Linked DNA regions of Rattus norvegicus: all the other regions are linked to region 1. A link is a contact called in public Hi-C data. All regions are on one chromosome and are shown on one strand. The core of a region is the stretch at or near the end of the contact, and the rest is flanking DNA. Distances in the headings are between cores, read along the strand shown.

The links. A called contact is a pair of places that touch in the nucleus more often than the background predicts.
Region 2: a Hi-C map of frontal cortex shows a contact between it and region 1, with 1.6 times the contacts expected there. The contact joins the enhancer-like site here to the promoter of Kif26b in region 1. A contact is called at or near these places in 2 of 12 Hi-C or Micro-C datasets (frontal cortex and liver).
Region 3: a contact with region 1 is called in a Hi-C map of mammary epithelial cells, with 2.5 times the contacts expected there. The contact joins the enhancer-like site here to the promoter of Kif26b in region 1.

The regions. Positions count from the first base shown.
Region 1 is chr13:92,813,259-92,818,079 of GRCr8, reverse strand. It overlaps Kif26b (kinesin family member 26B), which reads right to left and starts at 2,653. Exons shown (of 15, transcript NM_001109079.2): 1 at 2,150-2,653; 2 at 957-1,358. The coding sequence starts at 2,212. It also overlaps the pseudogene Eef1g-ps1.
Region 2 is chr13:92,910,935-92,915,755 of GRCr8, reverse strand. The region is part of intron 2 of Kif26b (kinesin family member 26B); the gene reads right to left. Among named protein-coding and RNA genes, the nearest start is that of Kif26b, 98 kb to the right of the region's middle. Within about 2 kb of position 2,000, at least 15 of the 93 cell types and tissues checked have an H3K27ac peak or open chromatin away from gene starts, as enhancers often do.
Region 3 is chr13:92,888,529-92,893,349 of GRCr8, reverse strand. All of the region lies in intron 2 of Kif26b (kinesin family member 26B), which reads right to left. Among named protein-coding and RNA genes, the nearest start is that of Kif26b, 76 kb to the right of the region's middle. Within about 2 kb of position 2,194, at least 17 of the 93 cell types and tissues checked have an H3K27ac peak or open chromatin away from gene starts, as enhancers often do.

The DNA of each region.
Region 1 (4,821 bases), core at 1,404-3,903:
AAAGGCTCCTCGCCCCGAGATTTACTCTTGGGGTATCCTGGAAGATTAATGAAGGGACGACAAAAATGCCAAATGGACAATAACCCAAGTTAATTATTCTCGAGATAAGTTCTAGATTTATAAAACCAATTCTCCCGGTGGTGATTTTTCACGTTTTAAATTTTACAGCAGACTGAGGCTGTCTGTGTAATTGAACCCTGGTATACAAAACATCCGTGTGTGTGTGTGTGTGTGTGTGTGTGTGTGTGTGTGTGTGTGTAAGCAGAAGACGCAGGCAGATGTGGTGACTCCTATGCTCCGCTATTCGAAATCACAACATTTCATTCCAAAAGTCACATAAAAATAAACCAGAAAGATGCCATCGAGCAGTGTCGGCAATCTCGACAGCAATGTGGTCTTCTTGATGTTTCTCTCGAACCACTGATAAAAACTCTTTGAAGCGGAAGAGTAAATATTATCGTGTGGTAGTTCTTGGACCCAACTGTGCAAATACAACTGCATTGTGTTCGGCTCTGGGGGCTCCTGGCTGGTCAAACCACGCAGACCAGGTTGCTATGGAGGAACCAATGTGCTTACTAAAGAAACCCAGGAGCAGGCCAGGATACGGCTCAGCTCACACAGCGAGCCACCTCTTAATCTTCCTCAGATAGACACATGGAGTGTTAAGAGAGAAAGGCTGGCTTTGGGAAATGTGTTTCTGTGATGCAGGGAAGGTAGAGCCACAAATGAGCCATTGGAACTGCAAGTCCCAGCAGCTGGCTGTTACTGCCCCCTTTGGCAAGCTGCTGCTGCTGAATCGCAGACAGGGTAAGGAGAACTGTAGGGCTTACCCACTGGGGGCATCCCCCTGCGCCACGAGGCCCGGTGCTCAGCTAGGTGCCTTACACCCGGGCGCCCCGAGGCAGCATCCTAAGGTGGGGCGCAGCTTCCCACAGAGCACCCCCACAGTAGCTCACCTTGCCCGGGAGGGGTCCCGGCAGCAGCAGCTTGAGAGCCTGCCTCTTCAGCTCCACCAAGCGGGCGTTACAGTTCTCGCACCAGACGCCCCGGTCGGAGCCGGGGGAGGAGCCGCCGCCGCTGCCCGAGCCAGGGGAGCCGGTGCCGAAGCCCGGCGAGCCGCCCAGGGAGCCCGGCGAGCTGGTACCGATGCCCGGAGACGCCGGTCCTGGAGAGCCGGTGAAGGAGCTCGGGGACGAAGTGCCCGAACCCGGGGACGGAGTACCCGAAGAGCCCAGCGCAGAACCTGCTCCCTCCGGGGTGGGTCGGCTCCCGGCGCGCGACTCCTCGTAAGCCTTGCGGTACCAGCTCTCAGGAGAGAAGGGCGCAGAGGGCTTGGTGGGCGAGCACATTTCATTCACCTGCGGAAGAGACACGCGGCGTCAGGCCCTGCAGGGCCACCGGTCCCCGGCGCTGAGGCGGGGAGGGGGATGGCCGCCGTCCTGCTCTCACTGATGCGAACCTGCCCTCCATCTATGTCCATCCTTCAAGTGACCAATCCTTAAGGGAGTCCTGTCCCATCCACCCTCGCCAGAGTGACCGCGCGTAGGTCCCCCACCATTCCTCCTGGGGTCAGCAGAAGAGCTTGTGGGGTATGGGTATCCTGCAGCTTCTGCGAGAACACCCAGAAAATCAGCGCACCACTCTTTCAAACCCGGTACCTACCCCAGCAAGGGTCTAGGTACACAGTACTAGAACACCCTATCCCAGGTGTGGGTGACTGTGACTTCTGGATGTTTACTCATTGAGGGCACACACACACACACACACACACACACACACACACACACACACACACACCCGGTGCCGCAGGTAATCAAAGGGGCTCCCCGCTCCGGAGCAGCGATCCGAGGGAACCGCAGAGGAATTCCTGGGAAACACTCCCCCTCGGCTTAACTCTGCCTGCAAGTCCCGAAATACTGCAAAAGTTAAGGGTGTGAGGAAAGGGAGGAAACGAGGGCCGAAGACATTCCGGTAGCCAGGCGAGCTGCAGACCCGCCTCCACGCACGCACGGCCCCGCCGGCCGTGGAGACGCCGGTGCACCGGAGAGCTGGGGACCCTGCATCCGCCGCTGGCTCCCGGGAAGCAGAGGACACCCGCCCAAATGAGTCCCTGGGAACCTATCTCCGCGTGGACGCGACCACAACTTACCCCGTATTTCTTGCCCCTGGTGGAGACCGCGAGCCTCTCTTTATTTCCAGCTACCGAATTCATGGTGGCTCTTCCAGAGGAAAGGGTCTAAATGCTCCCACAAGGCTACATCCAAAAGGTCTGCCAACCCAGAAGGCGTCCCCCCTCGTGGTAGGGGTTGGTCGTCAAGTCAAGGTTTCTTAATGGGGGCTTGGGAAGAATAAAAGCAAATGGACCCCAGAAGTGATAGCACCAATTTGCAGGAAGGGTTGGAGCGGCTGGTGGTTCTCAAATAATGGGTCTTCTCATCCCTCTGCCTCCTCCAGCCACGCGTCCTCTCTTCGCGGTCACATCCAGATCGCTAGCATTTTCCTCCGCCCGGCCGGCGCGTTCTCCTTTAGCGGGGCCGACAGGAGGAGGACGAGAAGGCGGCGAGGACGCAGGGCGGCTGCAGGGAAGGTGGGCGAGCCCTCTCCGAGCCGAGCCGGCGGTGGGAACTTGCCTCCTTCCCCGAGCTCGCTAACTGAGTTCAAAGAAATTCTCCCAAAATATAAGGATCCAGACTCGGGGAGGAGCCTCGGCGTGTCGCCGAGCCAATATGCGCCGTCCCGTTTTCTCTTGACAGTTGCGCGCAGGGCAGGGAGAGGGCGGCTGTGCGCGGCCGGAGAGCAGCCCGCGGTCAGGACGCCTGTGTGCGTCCGGGCGCAGCGCGGAGCCTAGGGAACCTCGGTCCCGCCGCCTCGGAGCCCGCCCGGCCGCCGCCGCCGCCGCCGCCGCCTCGCCGGCCGCGATCCATTTACAGCGCGGCGCTCGGGCCTGGCATCGCCAGGCGCAGCCCGGGCGGGGGTGGGGTCGTAAATCTGACTCCAGGCGGGGAAGTTGCTGGCTAGGGGCCCGCGGCCGGGGGCTCCGGTGCTACCCACCACCGGAGCCTGTAGCTCGGAGCCGGCCGAGCTGCGCCGAGACGCAGCGCCCGGGCCTTCCCGCCCCCCTCCCCGGGAGCTGGTCTCTTCCTGGCAAGGCTTGCAGGTCTGCCTTTGAAAAGCCGTGCAAACGGATTGAGTCACAAACAAGTCCGCAAACAGGCCGGGGCCAACCCCCCGCCCTTTGTTCTCCCAGACCTGCCTGGTAAACCTTGCCTTGATTCGCCCTCCTAGCCCCAGCGGGCCAGGGGACCCTCCTCCCCTGGACCCCGATTTGAGCACCCGGAGCCTTGAGCACCCCGCCCGCCCACCGGCCCAAGGCCCTGTTAATGATGGGGAAACCTCCCGAGACCCACGCAGGTGAGCCAGGGACCCAGCCTGCCGCTACTAGACTGGGGAAACTGAGGGATCGGCCGCGCCACGCGCGCGCGGGAGGACTGCGCGGGCCTGGAGAGGGGGTGTGGCGCGAGCTGCTCGGCCTCGGAGGCGGGGATCCGTCCTCTCGTCCCCTTGCACGATTGCCTGACAGCACCCGGACCTGTGGGATCTCCAGAGCACCCAGCTGTCGCCCGCTGTCTGATTCCCGTCCCCCCACGCACACCCCCACCCCGCGCAGAGCCCCGGAGCGCAGGAAGCCGGCGTACGCCGGGCTCCACACGTGGCTGCTCCGGGGTGTCATTTTTCATTTCCCGGGAGGACATTTCTTCTGGTGAGCCGGCAGGTCTATTTTGTTGTGACCTTTAATTAACACCCCGCGAGACGCCTCCTGCAGGGCCAGCCGGGCGCAGAGATCACGTGTGGTGTAATGGCATCTGGGTACCCCGGAAAGACCTGGCCTGGGGCTAGGCGGGGGCAGGAGGACATTTCAGGCTTCCCTAGTCGCTGTCTTCCTTCGACATATAAACGAGGAAGGAGGGGGTAGAAGACAACAATTGGGGTGCTGGAACCCGGGGCAACGCCCCCCATCCTGTCTTCCTGTGGGAACCTTCGGCGCCTCCCGGGCACCGCCATCCCCGCCCAGCGCCCTCTGCAGCCCGTGCACCCGGGATATTTCGTAGCCTCCAAAGCGAGGCGAGAAGGTCAAAATGAAGATGTTGAGAACACTGTGGAAGTTTCCATTACGTTCCTACTTCCAATTTCAACGCGATCATATCTGCCGAAGACCTTAGGGGGACGGTAGCCTCCAGGCAGCCCACGCCGGCTGCAGCCGCATCTGTATTCTGCCTAGGTGCCGCAGAAAATATCGTCGCCATTAGCTACGCGCGGCTTATCAGCCTCAAAGCAGCATGTGGCCAGGTGAAATGGACGAGCCCGTAAAGCCCGAAGTGGGAAAGGTGGGGTGTCGAAGGGGGAGAGCCATCGCGGAGCTGCGCGATTCGTCCTGAAGAATGATGAGCCCAGAGATCTGATGTGCATCTCAAAGTAGCTGCCTCCCCCGCGTTTGATGGGCTCGGAGCGCCCTCTGTTGGTGAAATTTTATAGATGGCGGCTCCTCAAGAGAGTTAGTTGGTGTAAAATCTACATACAGTGAAATGCATAAAATTTAAGTGTAAAATTCCATGAGTTTCTATAAATAAATGCATATATAATCAAATATATGCATACATAATCAAATATGTATATATGCAATCTTGCATAGTCCACTACCAAATTAAGATGTAAATTTTTCTCACTGAAAAACGCCCCCTTTCCCAGTCAGAACCCACCCCACATTAACAATTAGCAATCACCGTTCCGACTCACATCACATCACCGTAAATCAGTTTTGAC
Region 2 (4,821 bases), core at 751-3,250, 98 kb before region 1:
TGGCCAGCCAGCCTAATGCCAGACTGAGAGACTCTTCCTCAAACAAAACAAAACAAAGTGGAGAGCACTGGCTGCTCTCGCAGAGGAACCAGGCTCAGTTCCCAGCACCCCATGAAGGCTCACAGCCTCCTGTAACTCCAGGGAAAGGGGGATCTGACACCCTCTTCTTACCTGCTCTGCACCGGGCTTACATGTGATGTACATACATGCATGCATGCATGCATACATACATACATGCATGCATGCATACATACTTGCAGGTAAAACATTCATACACATAAAAATAATTAAATTAATAAATTGAAAAAAGAGGTGGATGATATCTAAAGAATAATTCTTGATATTGATCTCCATATACACATACATCCACATGTGTACACATACAGCCCCATATATGCACATGCACCTACATATGTGCGCATGCACACACATACACACACACACACACACACACACACACACACATACACACACACAGGACCACATAAAGATCCTTGTTACTAAAGCACAAGTGTAAAAGGCATTCTTATAAAGCCTAAACGGTCACTATGATATAGCTAGGGAAGGACAATGGTGCCGAGTGCCACCCAAAGAGATGGGTAATGCTGAAACTTCACACTAGGCTGAGCTGTCTTTTTCCAGAAGGCATATTGGGGTGACCATACGTGTTCTGGAGGTGGATCCAGAAGATAGAGTCTCAGATCTGGCATTGTCCAAAGTCTGCTGGGCAGCCTTGCCCTCATCACTTAACTTCTCTGTGCCTCTGTTTCCCCCATGACAAGCTGCTCAGCTCCTCCACAGAACTGCTACAAAGACTGAGAGGGGCCAGGGGTGTGGTTCAGTTAAGGCAGCTCATTTCCAGCATGCAGGAAGCCTGGGTTTGGTTCCCAGCATTACATTAAAAAGTACAGTGGCACAACCCGATATCCCGGCGCTTGGGCAGCAAGAGCAGAAGAATCAAAAGTTCAAGGTCAGCCTCAGCCACTAGCAAGTTCAAGGTCAGCCTGGAATAAACAAGATCCTCTTAAAACATTGTTTTCTGAAGGTGTGTGTGTGTGTGTGTGTGTGTGTGTGTGTGTGTGTGTGTGTGTTCAGATCCACGTAAGTAAACATGCATATGGAAGCCAGAAGTCAATATTGGGAATCTTTCTCAATCTCCATCCACTCTATATTTTGAGATGAGGTCTCACTGAACCTGGAACTCTTGAATACAGCTAGTCTGGATAGCCAGTAATCTGCCTTTCTCTCCTGCAATGACATGGCAAGCATGCATGGAACAACCCAGGTCCCCCTCCTCCCCCATGGGTGCTGGGAACTGAACTGGGTTGTTCGTGCTCACACGGCAGGTTCTTTGCTAAGTATCTTCCAACCCCTAAAAGATTTTTTTTATATAAAGAGCATTTTGAAAATCCGTTTGTAAGTCTATCTATATTTCTTTTCATTACAGTCTTCCTAGTGGAGTTTTTCTTGAATTATACATTAAAATTAACTTGATTCCTTATGAAAATTTCATCTGATGATAGGATGCCAGACAGAGAAGGGAGAGCCAGTCTAGCATCAGGACCGCTCATATTGAATGGATGATCCCAACTTGGAGGGGAAAAAAAATCAGAACTGAATATAAGCACATAAGGTTCACCATTCATAGGACCAGCCCTGCTGCAGAAAATTTTTTAAAAAATGAGAAAGAATTAAAAACCAGGCTTTCCTATGCTGGTTAATGTCTGGGCAGGCATTCAGGGCTGGTAGGTAGCTTTGCTGCAGAAATAAAGAGGAAAGGAAGGGGACACTGTGGCCATTCACACGATGCCACAGGCACGAGTGCTAAGCTCCAAGGCTGGGGAGGCAGGGAGTTGGGGAGGAACACAAACAGGTTTCATAAGCAATCCCAAGTCACCGTTGTGAAAGCCACATAAAATGCCATCTGGCCTGCTGGATGGAGTGGAACGTTAGGCAGAGGCAGCCTTCCAGTACGCATGTTCTCATTTCTCTGAGAGAACAGTGTACTCTCCCTACCAATCAGCTGTGAGAGTCACCCCGTCCTGGACCAGCGTTCACCCTCACCAGGACGGCTCCAAGCACCGAGGGCCGGGGAAGGAAGCAACCGGAAGGGCACGGGACACCTGTGCAGGCCCGACTACCTCTGGCTCTGAGCACAGTCGGTGCCGTGGGGAAGGACTCTGTGCGGGTGAGCTTTTTCATCTCCGCTCAGTTTTTATAGGCACAGCTGACAATGCTCTATTCTATAAACTAATGTGGATGTGTGAGACAAAACGTTACATACCACAAAATTTGCCAACATCATCATTTTAGAGCACGCAGTTCAGTAGCACTCGTACAGTTAATGTTCTTTAATCACCACCAAGAACCACGGCAGACATTTTTGTCTTCCCAACTTGAAACGCTAACCACTCACCCTCCACCTCCCAGACTCATGACCACTATTCCTGACTCTTTCTTTACAAAGGAGTCTCTCAGCTAAGTGGGATCCTGTGGTGTTTATTCTTTTGTGTTTGATCAAGGTCTTGGAGATTCATCCACACCACAGGTGTCAGAGTTGCCTTCTTTTAAAAACACTGAGCGACGTTCCTTTGTATGTACCTAGGGCACGCTGTTCAACCATTCACCTGGCAGTGGGCTGCAGAGACTAGGGTTTACACAGTAAATGAACGTAAGGTGGACATTTGGCACTAATGTTCCCAGGCCACCAGAAGTCTGCCCCAGTGGCGACCGTCCCACCTCCCAGCCATGGGGCTATGCGTTCAAGAAGAGCGGGAACCAGAGCCTCGCTTAACCGTGTACCGCTCTCACTGAGGGGGGCGATGCCATGAGGCAGGGATTCATAATGTCTGATAAAGGAGTAACTTGGGAGTGGCGTTCTTCTAATGCAAATTATCCCACAGCTGTTCAAAAGATCTCATTCTTAAAGAAGATTTGTTACTGCTGCTGCCGCCGCCGCGCTGTGGTGAGTCTAATTTTTGAAAGCAACACCTATTTTATCAGCCATCGAAAAAGACAGTGCATGGCGGTAGGACGGCTAACAATGCACACTGCTGGCAAGGCACATACTCGTCATCCCAGTGCGACACCAGGCCTACCTAACATAAATAAAATAAAATAAAATAAAATAAAATAAAATAAATAAAACAAAGGAATAATGAACGTGAAGTCAGAAGACAAGAGCTCCTGTCTCAGCTTCCTAGCTGTGCTGTGACTTTAATGACGTCACTCAGCCTCTCTGAACTTATTTCATTTCCTTTCAAATAAAACATTAAAAATCATGTGAGCCAACTGCATCTTCGTTATACACACATAAAAGGAACATGTGCTATGCTGAAGTTTCTTTCTTTTTTTCTTTTCTTTCTTCGTTTTATTTTTTCAGTTTTTTGTGACATGATTTCTTCGGGTAGCCTTGGCTGTTCTTGAACTCACTCTGTAGACCAGGCTGGACCCCAGTTCACAGAGACCTGCCTGCCTCTTCCTCCTGAGTGCTGGAAGTGTGCACCACCACACCCAGCTGAGCATGGCTAAAGTCTGTAAGGCAGACCATGCATGAAGTCACTGTACAACGCATGCACGTTATGAGCAGGGAGACTGTGAAGTAGCATGTTTACAGCCATAAAAATAATACCTGCCAAGTCTTCACTGAGCTCCTCGAGATGGAGTCCTACCCAAAGCTCTTCCTCAGGAATGCTCCTAAAGAAGGCAACGTGGAAGCCAGAAGCTAGGCCAGGAGAAACAAGGCTGCCTATACTAAACAAGTGCTTTGTCCCCTACATAATGACATTCGAGATGGGAAGCATGGTTTCCCCTGTTGAAATGCTACAGGGAAGGTCCTCCAGGTGAAAGCCCCCAGGACCCCCACAGTAGAGCACACATTCATTTGCAGCCCTGAGCCCTGTGCTGGTGGGCGGCTCAGACTCCTCACTACACCTGAGTGAGTCCGCCTGCCAACAGTGTACAAATACATGGCTCTGTCGTGTTGTGAGATGAGGAGCTGTTGATGAAATGTGTCAACGTCAAAGGCCTGGGGCGATCCTACATGGTAACATGCACACAGAGTAAGCATGGGACCTCAGTTTAGATCCTTAGATCCATAGGGAAGGCCAAGCATACTGGTGGTATACATGTGTACTCCTGGAACCTGAGATCCTCAGACTCAGTTTAATCTGTGAGCTCTGGTCCAGTTTGTCTCCAGAGTGACTGAGGAGGACACCTGATACTGCCTTCTGACCTACACACACACACACACACACACACACACACACACACACACACACACATACACACCTAATCACCTCTATTAAACACATAAAATGTATTCACTGTAGAAGTAACCCTTTAACACGGGGTTTCCGCGGAGAGGATGCCTATGAATGGGAATACGAGTCCCCATATATAAACCCTGACCCCTGGTCCTCTGGACTTTAGTTTCCCAGCCCAGGGCAGGAGTGATGGGACGCAAGATCACACAGCTGATAGCCAGGACCCAGAAGCTTCTTTTCCTAAGCCACAGATAGGTCAGACCAGCAAACAGAACCCACCCCAAGAAATCAATGCTCGTGTCTTGGGCTGGTGACAAGCCAGCCCCTGAGCACTTGGATACCGCCTGGGGTGAGCATAATGTTAGACACGGCTACACGGATGAGTCATAGAGGGACAGGGAAGTCGTCCCAGATGTTTAGTCTTGGACAGAGCTATCCCAGGAGAATCTAAACTTTCAAAACATGTTCGCTGAGGCCATCAGGCCAGTCAATGTACTCTCATGGTGCAATAAAAACCAGTTTCTCAGACAAATGAAACTGTCTTCCTACCTATACT
Region 3 (4,821 bases), core at 945-3,444, 76 kb before region 1:
GATTGGTGGCTGCCCCTCTGCTCCTTCCAATAGGGACTCAGGTGTACATACTACATACGAGGAAAATGAGACTCTCTGAAGACACGTGCACAAGCACACCAATCTGCCTGTCAGCTCGGGAATCAGTACTAACTAACACCCAGACCCACCTGCAGTAGCTCTCGCCCCAGTGCAGACAGGATATTTCAAACGTGTTCCCAGCACTTCCCATTAGTCAGAGGAGCATAGGAAATGCTACTCTGACAAGAGATGCCACTGATGTCAGATCCAGAGTGCAGACCTTAGACTTTGTGTGTCAAGAACCCCTCTCCCCACTCCAAAAAATGTCAAGAGTGGACATCTCCAACCGCCTCCATTGGCCAAGCAGTCATCAGCACACATCAATGAAGAACTATGTTCACTGTTCTGTGCTGGGGCTGTGCACAGACGGAGGGTAAGAGTCCAGGCTACACACTCATCCCACACAGACGAGATACAGGGGAAATGATAAAACCCAGACACTTGCATGACATTTCCATTCAGCAAAAGAAACCCAGTGTGTGTGAAGAGCCTCCCTCGTCCTGCCACTCAAAGGAAGGGAATTCCAGCCATGAGTGAGAGCGGAGCACAGCCTCACGATGAAAACTCAGAATGGCCAATATTACCAACACATATGGACTAAGCAGGCTGTTTCTATATATTTTGGGATAGACAGACAGACAGACATTCAGACTACAAATCACACACCAAAAAAAAGAAGTCATGAATTTGAATGACAGCAAAGTTGGTGTACATGGGGGGAGCTGGAGGAAGAAAGGAGAAAAGGAAATAATAAATTATGATCTCAGAAAAATAAAAATTAATTTTTATAAATGCCTACTGCTTGGAAAGCATCACAGGGGGTGGGGTATTTCCTCCGGTCCCTAGAGAGTACCTAATAGTATCCTTTTCTCTCTGGAATAACAGAGAGGTGAGGAGACTTATTCTGGGGCACACAGGAAGTGACCACAAAAGCTAATGACGCCCCAGCTCCTGCCCTGGACATCACCACCTCTGAGATGCACTATCCCAGATCCCATTCTGCTCTTTTTCAACATCAAGTCCTCTCTGGTCTGCAGGCTGAGCTCTTAAGGCCTTGCATGGGGAGCATGAAGAGGGAGCAGGCAGAGTCCAGGGGGAGGATCTGCTGTCTCATAAGGAACCTCACCAAGAATGTACCCTATTTCTCACCTCACCAACCTCCTACCCCAACACACTGTGCCTCAGCTCTGCCAACCATCCCGGGCACCCAATAGGGAAGCCTCTCTGAAACATCTGGTCTTGTTGCAACTCGAAAGACGAATGTTTCTCAGTGCAACGGGAAACTTAGTGACATGTTCCCAGGGATAAGAGGTAGGGAGCCCCCCCCTCCCCAGCCCCTGCCCTTGCTGACCACTTACAACCAGACCCATCCCCCATTTTTACCATTCAAACATGTTCAATTTTTGGGGCTTCGTGACTGCTACTGACCTGATCAGGGTACTGACATTCACAGGAACAGACCCCAGCAACCCTGCCAGTAACTAAGGCCTGTGCATCCTGGTGATGGGGCACTGGCCCTCACTGTCTGCAGGGAAATGAAGGAGGCAGTCCACGGGCGCCAGAGAGAGGACTTTTGAAGTCGTGTGTCAACTGTACACCCATCAGATGGGCAGTGACACAAGCAGATAGGCAAATAGCAGAAGTGAGCTGAGGGGCTCAGAAGTTACTCTCCAGTATGTACAAATCCAGATTTTAAAAACACAAAAAACAAAACAGGAAACGATCTTAAGAAATTATCCTCTCCAACATGTCGTCTTTCAGTGGCAAGCAGAATGTGGCTCAGGGCAACTATGAGATGTCAGTGCCCCATACAGTTATTCTGGCACAGCCTGAGGTCTTGTGACCCACTACAGATTCAGTCACTTCACGGGTTGCCCTCATCCTCAGGCTGAGCCGGTTCTGCACCCAGGGGCTGTCACAGCAACGTGATGGGCGCTTACCTGTTGCATAACATGCAGGGCACCTGTGATTCCCAGGTGTCCTGGCTTTACTTTCCTGCCAACTGGCTAAGCGGGGTGCCAAATGGGAAAGCGGGTTCACACAGAGGGAAACAGGAGCACAGACAGGTTAGGTAACCTCCCAGTCTCAGGGTGAGTCAGCAGCCGGCACCCTTGGCCTGTGCAGTATGGCCGCTTGTCATCGCCCCCACCCACGGGCCCTGCCTGCTCTGATCTCATGCTGTCCCTCATGGCCTGCTCCTGGAGTTGCCGTGCCACTGTTATCCTTGGCACATACCAGCGTATTGTTACCTAAGGCCCCAGGTCAGATGCCATGAGAAGACACTTGGAACAAGACACCACGGTGCCAGAGAGAGCAGGTGGAATCTGGCGGGCTGCCAGCTGCTAATCGCATCAGACTTTCACTGTAACTTCTCCCCATTTTACGGCTCCCGTTTGTTTGCTGCCTCTTTTCTCTGGGATGGTGGAGAAAGAGCTTTGATCCTGATCCAAAGCCAACACCAGGGTTTGCCCATGGGGGAGCACAGGAAGCTGGACGAGCAATTCAGGTTAGGACGGAGCCCCAGCTTCAGCTCTCAAAATGCCCAGAGACTCCCCGCGTACAGATATTGTTGGTCTTGGAAGCTATGCTTCACCAGAATGGGTAGCTGAGTGTGTTGTTGATTTCTCATACATGGTCGTGCCTCCAGGGGTGGAAGACAGTCAGGCTCTGTGACTGCATATATATATTTGTGTGTGTGTGTGTGTGTGTGTGTGTGTGTGTGTGTGTGTGTGTGTGTGTGCGCGTGCATACTAGGACTTTGTACATGGGTGTTCAATAAACCCCAAGGCTCATGGTCCTGGTGGGAAATGACCAGGGACCAGGGGTAGGAGGTGGCAGATGAGGAATAGTCTAGAACAGTGTGTCCTGTCAATCTCCCATCATGACTCACTTCCAAAGACACCCAATTCTGCTCTCAGTCTCTGCCAACCTCCACTCACATACTTCCAGGCACCAGGAAGCTCATTTCTCACACACTTGGACGATGTGCCCACAGAGAGAAACTCAAAAAGAACGAGAATTCCAGAGACAGTGAAGGGGAGCTGTGCAGGTCTCTCCCCACCCTCTGAAAGGTGTCCTGAGATAGTCCCCCATGTGCTTCCTGGAGATGGGGGTATAATCTGTCACTCCCATACAGGTGCTATCAAGAGCCAATCACGTTCCCCAAGGTGCAGAAAGTGAGAGAGGCTGACATCAGCACCACAGCCCATGATAACGCAACCTGGATTCGGTTTCCTCGGCTGGACCGGTGGGAGGTGAAGTTCCCTTCAGACTGTAACATTCCGTGTCTGCCTCCAAGTGTCCTGAGGGGTGCATACGTCAGCTTCATGCCTGCTTGCTAGGGCTGTATATCTGGGAGGAGGCATTTCCAGTCCTGCAGGCTGCCTAGAACAGTGGGACAGGTAGGAGAGGGTGCCAGGTAGTTGGACATCGAGAGCTGAAAGAAGTAAAATCTCCCCTTCGTGTGGCTCGAAGTGACTGTGAAGGGAGGACTGTGACCGTTCGCCCATTCAGAGTTTCATGAACAAAGGGGCAGTGTGAGATCTCTGTGGCTAGCAACTTCTCTTCTATCTTAATTCAAGCTTTTTTCATACGATATATTTTGATCATGGGTTCCCCCTCCCCATAACTCTTCTCACAACCACCTCTCTAATCCCTTCCCACCTAACCTACCTCGTATTCATTCTCTCTCTCTCTCTCTCTCTCTCTCTCTCTCTCTCTCACACACACACACACACACCCAATAACAAAAAAATGTCAAAGCAAAACAAAGTGATACAAAAAACACATAGACACACAGACACACACAGAGACAGACAGACAGACAGACAGACAGACACACACACACACACACACACACACACACACACATGCCAGCTACTTCTTAGCATGCAGCCTTCCCTGAGATGCGGCTGAGATACCCATTGACACTCCATCGGAGAAAACTAATTTTCCCTTCGCCAGCAGGTATGTGTCTAAGAATTTCAAAATTACTATCTGCCAGGAAGACGAAGACGACGATATTTTTTGAGGAAATAATGTGCTTTAGATGTGAGATCTGCGGCTGCCTTCCAGGCCTCTTCTTTTTAAACTGTTGGAATAAAGGAATCTCAACAGAAGACAAATTGCTGTTCCTAAGAGAGGCAGTGCTGGCTCAGGCCCAGAGTCACGGGGTTGGTCAGTCAGATGCGGGCAGCGGGCAGTGACAGGGCATGCAGTCAGACTGCGCTGTAAGTACATGTGTGATATGTAGCGGTTCAATGTGAGAAATAGCAGATGGAGATCATGGAGAGCTATTTCTTCCATCATTATCCTCATCCTCAACATCATCGTCATCCTCATCCTCATCCTCGTTGTCATCATCCTTGCTGTCGTCATCATCATCACTGAAGATTGAGATCAGAGGCTTGCACACACTAAAAACATGCCCTGGCACTGAGTCACAACCTGGGGCTTGGGGACTGCCATTTAAAATGAGAAGTCACAAGCCTAATCACATGTCTGAATTCAGTGTGAAAGGGTTTCACACTGTTCCAGTCAGGAAACTCCATGAGAGACTCTAGAGACTTCTCCAGGACACTGGCTACAGGATGCATTAAGGTGGGCAGGCAGGAGCAGAGACGGGGGAGTGTTCCCACCACTTACACGATACGTAAGTGGGGGCAAGGGTACGGCTCAGTGGTCGAGTACCTGCCTCACATGCGTGAATGTCTGGATCCAATCCCCAGTACTGAAAAGGAGGAGGAAACAGAGAAGGAGGAG